Linked DNA regions of Mus musculus: region 2 is linked to region 1. Evidence: chromatin contacts called from public HiChIP or PLAC-seq data. All regions are on one chromosome and are shown on one strand. Each heading gives the region's core, a stretch centred on a gene start, on an enhancer-like site or on the middle of the called end of the contact. The rest is flanking DNA. Distances are from core to core; before and after follow the strand shown.

Region 1 (2,788 bases), core at 204-2,703:
CAATCCTATGAAAAGCCCCTAGGTAAAGAGTTTAGCACGTTTTGCCCTCTTGGGTCCTTCCTTGCTTTCTAGATGAGCCTCTGCTTTCTTTCTGCATTCTCAAATCATTCTTTTTTTAAAATGTTCTCTCTAGAGCACATACTTCTTTTAAAACTCACTGTTTTTTACCATTCATACTTCATCCTTTGAGATTGTGCGGCAAGGAAGGACCCAGAGTAGAGAGTTACTGATTCAGTGGAAGTTCCATATGATCGATAGCATCCAATACCCAAGTTCTGAGGCATCCAATACCCTAAGTCCTGAGCCAGGCAAACCTGCAATAACAAGCTTCACTCTAAAGTACACCCACTCTCCCCTATTTCACTACCACTGAGCTATGGCTCCAGCTCTTAGCTCCTCTCTCTTAATTAATAGGTTAAATGAACCTCAGGTATTTATAATATTATCTGAATCATGCTTTTAATGCATTAGAAACATTGACTTTGACAAACTCTTTGTGAAGCGAGATCCTGTTCTTCGAAAAGGTGCCAGGATAAATAAGATGCTAGCGAAAAGGCAAATGTATTTCAAGGTCCAGGCAACTCTGTAACTGAAGTCCATGAACCCCGGAGTGCTTCCTTCCCCAGGTGGCTTTAAATTTGATAAGCAATGACTAGAAAAAAGAGGGGCAGTGCTGGAAATAGAATTTCTGCATCTCTCTAGATGTGTGTGTGCATGTGTGGGGGAGAGAGAGAGAAAGAGAGACAGAGATACAGGGACAAAGTCACAGAGAGAGACAGAGAGAACAGGAGACAGAAGGAATAAGAAGAAATAAGAAAAATACTACGTAAATCGGGAATAAAGAATACTCCATAAAACCCAGAATACGTTCAGTGAGACAAGTCACCCCAAGAAACAGGATCCTCTGGGCATCACTTATATTTAGTGTCTGGGAGGGATAACAGAAGTGACAGATTCTTAGGTCCAGACAACCTCAAGAACACAGAAATCTACCACCTCAAACTCTTGAGTTGCCAAGAAAAGACCCAGCATGCATGGACTCATCAGAAAAATTGTTTCATTATTTATAGTTTTTCCCCTGTGATTCATCTGCTCATGAAAATACACACACACACACACCTTTGTGTGCACACAGAAAAAGACTTAAACACTAAGGCTCATGGCAGATTTATTTGTGAGTCCCATCCCATGTTGGAGATACACAAAAGTCTGTTGACCCGTAAATGAAGAGATAAACAAGGAGACAGATAATGTGGAGGAATTTCAAAATCCTTGTACTTAATAAAAAGACATGCACAAGGCACCTAAGCTATAATTTCACTTACATATTACTACAGGGGAGCAAACCCCTTTCTATCAAGAGAAAGATTGCTGGTCAGTTATTGCTTGGAGTCTGGGCTAGAAGTTTCAAATTCATTGAGAAGAGAAACAAAGCAATCTTAGAAATATGACTCAGCTAAGTGTTGGCTAATAGCTATGTGAGTACACACACACTAGACAAAAAAAATCCTTAAATGGGCACTTTATTGAATATAAATTTTATATCTGAAAAGTTGATTAAACTGTGCACACAAAACAATTTTTCCAGGAGTTTAACTCCATAATTCTCTTGATTTTATGCTATTTTCAATTTCATATATTAATTTTAAAGATGTATTTATTTTATTGTATGTGTTTATTTTTGAGGGTGTGCTGGCATATATGTATGTATACAGTGAGGTAAGGAGAACAGAGGAGGGTGTCAAATACTGAAGCCAAGGGCCTTCTTCACGAGCAACAAGTGTTCTTAACCATTGAGTTATCTCTTCGACCCAATTTCATACCGACTTTAATCACCCAACAGCACAGTCATAGTTTTATACGATTGGTTTGGTTTTGAGAGAATATCTTAGTATGTAGGCCAGGATGGCTTCAAGCTTATTATGTGACTAGTCTCAAGTTTGCAGTAATCTCCTTGCCTCACCTAAATGCAGAGATTACAGGCAGTCACCATCACACACTATTGTGTCGCTCTATTTAGCTGTTGTATGCCAGCCTGCGGCTTACAAGGACCGGGTACACCAGGGAGGCAGGCTGGGGCTGAAAGAGACTTAGATGGCAAGAGGTTAATGGAGCCAAGACATGATTCTGTTCAAGGCTCTCCCAAGTGTGCTTATAAAAGCGGGGAAGGGCCATCCCCTGCCAGTCCATTCTTGGTGTCTGGAGCCAGCCTATAGGCGATGTGCAGAATAGGATGTTCCTCCGGAATGTCTCAGGGGCTTCTCAGCAGGTAGCAGTGTCTTGGAGAGAGCAGTGGCAGGTGGCAGAACGAAAGAGCCTTCTAGGTCGGAAAGCTCCACCTTAGGTAATTTCCTTCACAGTGGCAGCAAGGTCAAAGTCTGGATCAGCCTACTTCAGGGCTGAGGGAGGCTACAGTTAGCTAGTTCTGCTTGTTTTAAGATAGGTTTTACTGCTTATCTGAGACTGGCCTGAGGACTCCCAGCAGTCCTTGAGTGCTTAGAATCAGCCTCTAGGGTGGTGATGGAGCATGCTTTTAATCCCAGCACTCGGGAGGCAGAGGCAGGCAGATCTGTGAGTTCAAGACCAGCCTGACTTACAGAGCAAGTTCTAGGACATCCGGGGCCACACAGAGAAAGTGTCTCAAAAGCAAACAAACAAACAAACCAACAATCAGCCTCCACTATGCTGATGTCTTGCTTTACTTTAACAGTCAATAAACTTTTAGACTATTTTTTTAAAATAAACTCTACTGAATATTCTAATATTGTGAGAGGAGGAGATGCATTTT
Region 2 (2,788 bases), core at 169-2,668, 620 kb before region 1:
CTAACTGAAAGAAAGCACATTAAGATTTTCATATATTTATTAATCTCTTCCATCTCTTTCTTTTCCCTCCAGACTAAGGCTGGACCAACATGGCATCTGTGTTTCGAAGTGAGGAGATGTGTTTATCCCAAGTGTTTCTCCAGGTGGAGGCTGCGTATTGCTGTGTAGCTGAGCTGGGAGAGCTTGGCTTGGTTCAGTTCAAAGATGTAGGTACTACATTCCTTGGAGATAAGAAGGAGGTGGGGAAGGCAGCAGATAGCCCTTGCACAATACTTCTTGCTAATCAACAAAACATATTCTGCAGGAAGAGGATCCCAGAGCCTGGATGGGTGGAATTCCACGGCCCTGACCTCTGGCTAAGATTTCTGATGACCCTCAACAAGTCCTCCTCCCATGTCTTTTCTGGAAGCTTTAGCGCAAGGGCTGGATGGTAGACATCTCCTTGTCTCAATCCTTGTACCACAAGGATCTCCAATGGATCTGGGCAATGAATGCGTCGATTACTGATTTCCAGTGGATCAGAGAATGAATCCAGTGATCCCAATGGATTCCAATGAGTCCAATGAAAGCAGACAGTCTGTTTTCTCTGACTAGTCAGACTAGAGGCAGCACATTCTGTAGTCTGCAGTTTCTAGAGACACTGAGTTCCAGTGAAGATATTCTAGGAATGGACTGTCTGGGGCATTGCTTCGCATGGGCCATTATATCTTTGTCAAGCTTTTACTGAGTGCAATTTAGAAAATTAGTCCTTTATTTCCTCAGCAAGCTCCCTTGTGGGAGCCTGTGTCACTAGTTGTTAGCATAGTCCTCACTAACATTTTAAAGAGTTTTTATTTTTATCACTTTATCACATGTAGACATGTGTGTCTGTATGTGACTGTGTGCATGTGAGTGAGGGTGCTCACGAGGCCATAGGCGTTGGGTCCGCTGAGTTACATGGCTATGAGCTGCCTCTTGGGTGCTGGAAACCTAACAAGCAAGACTAACAAGCACTCTAAACCGCTGAGCCTTGCCTCCAGACCCAGTGTGAGAGTTACTCATGGCAAAGGTCGAGTTCTTGATGATGACCCGGATGCACTATGTAGACCTGTACAGTATTCAAGGTCCCTCATATTCCTGACCCCACTGAGGTGTGTGGGAACTGGAGGGTGCACCTTGCCTATAACTCGTGTATCTTGTGCACAGCCATATCTATTCCGAAGACACTCCTAGCAACAGTCTCCCGCATCAAGAAGATGATACAGGGTTGAAGCCACTGGCAGCTGTGGAATCCTAATGTAAACCTGTGGTTCCCCTTTCCTGCAGCTAAATGCAAATGTGAACAGCTTCCAGAGGAAGTTTGTGAATGAAGTCCGAAGGTGTGAGTCACTGGAGAGAATCCTGCGTAAGCTACCTCCCCCTTACTGCCTAAATGTGAACTGGAAGACGTAACTGGTTTGTAGACTATAACCACCATGTTACTTGGCATAACTGTGCTATGAGTGATACTTTCTGAGGTGATTCCCAAGGCGGAGGGTATAGAAGGTTGGAGGATGGACCCAGCTGTTGGGCGGGAGCTCCAACAGCACAGATAGCTAAGCTGGCCGAGGGCACCTGTTCCGCTGGACCCCCTCTTAGTTCTGGGAAGTCATGATCACCTGTGTTCCAGGTTTTCTGGAAGATGAGATGCAAAACGAGATTTTAATCCAAGTGCCTGAGAAGGATGCTGAGACCCCTCTCCCTCGGGAAATGATCACCCTGGAGGTAAGTGCCTTACTTTAACCATCTCCCCAGCTCAGAATGATCAAGTGGCTCTCACGTTCTTTACACGTGAGCAAGTGGGTGATAGTTCCCTGTGGGGGTTATTTTGTGTCTGCAACTGGCTAATTTTATACCAACTTGTCACAAGCTAGAGCCATCTGAGAGGAGGAAGCCTTGGTTGAGAAAATGCTTCCATGAGATTGGGCTGTAGGCAGGCCCATAGGGCATCTTCCTAATTAGTGATGGATTGTGGGAGGTGCCCGCCCCTTGTGGGTGGTGTCATTCCCGGGCTGGATTCTGGGTTCTATAAGAAAGAAGGCTGAAGCAAGCCATGGCCTCTGCATCGGCTCCTGTCTCCAGCTTCCTGCCCTGTTTGAGTTTCTGTCCTGACTTCCCTCGGTGATGGACTGTGATGTAGAGCTGTGAGGTGAAAACAAACAAACAAACAAACAAACAAAAACAACCCATTCTCTGCAGGTTGATTTTGTTCTTGGTGTTTTGCCACAGCAGTAGAAACCCCAACTAAGACACTATCCTAAGAAAAATCTCAGGAAAAAAAAAAATTAAAATAAATAAATAAATAAATAAACCAAAAGAAAAGCCAGGCGTGGTGGCACACGCCTTTAATCCCAGCACTCGGGAGGCAGAGGCAAGCGGATCTCTGAGTTCGAGGCCAGCCTGGTCTACAGAGTGAGTTCCAGGACAGCCAGGGCTACACAGAGGAACCCTGTCTCGAAAATTAATTAAAAAAAAAAAAAGAAAGAAAGAAAAAGAAAAAGAAAAAGAAAAGAAAAGAAAATCTCAGGGTGCAACTTTAAGGCTCTTATGCTAATTAAGGGGGGGCTGTTTTGCTTTGTCAACAAAGCTCACACCATTTTGAGGAGAGATTTCTTCTGTGCACCAAAGTTTTTCACAGGCAATGAAGGCTTAGTGTGTTGGCATAGGATGAGCTGAATGGGCAAGTATGGGTGGGATGGAATGTTTTCCAGTTATGTGCTTGGCACACACAAAAAAGGGCTATGAACTGGCTCTTTCTACCTTAAAAAAA

The links. HiChIP or PLAC-seq counts read pairs in DNA pulled down with a chosen protein or histone mark.
Region 2: a contact with region 1 is called in a CTCF HiChIP or PLAC-seq map of the NIH/3T3 cell line, with 5 read pairs. The contact joins two enhancer-like sites. A contact is called at or near these places in 7 of 39 promoter capture datasets (the C10 cell line, the HPC-7 cell line, cranial neural crest and 3 more), 1 of 15 datasets of contacts at CTCF or cohesin (the NIH/3T3 cell line), 7 of 115 datasets of contacts at active chromatin or transcription factors (the NIH/3T3 cell line, craniofacial prominence, embryonic midbrain and 2 more) and 2 of 9 other capture datasets (adipose tissue and macrophages).

What each region holds. Positions count from the first base shown.
Region 1 is chr6:37,470,101-37,472,888 of GRCm38.p6, reverse strand. No RefSeq gene overlaps it. Among named protein-coding and RNA genes, the nearest start is that of Gm33318, 29 kb to the right of the region's middle. Within about 2 kb of position 1,453, at least 4 of the 459 cell types and tissues checked have an H3K27ac peak or open chromatin away from gene starts, as enhancers often do. A contact at or near this core is called in the NIH/3T3 cell line, where this site is marked.
Region 2 is chr6:38,091,356-38,094,143 of GRCm38.p6, reverse strand. Atp6v0a4 (ATPase, H+ transporting, lysosomal V0 subunit A4) reads left to right here. Exons shown (of 21, transcript NM_080467.3): 2 at 73-206; 3 at 1,306-1,384; 4 at 1,649-1,743. The coding sequence starts at 90. Among named protein-coding and RNA genes, the nearest start is that of Tmem213, 17 kb to the left of the region's middle. Within about 2 kb of position 1,418, at least 17 of the 459 cell types and tissues checked have an H3K27ac peak or open chromatin away from gene starts, as enhancers often do. A contact at or near this core is called in the NIH/3T3 cell line, where this site is marked.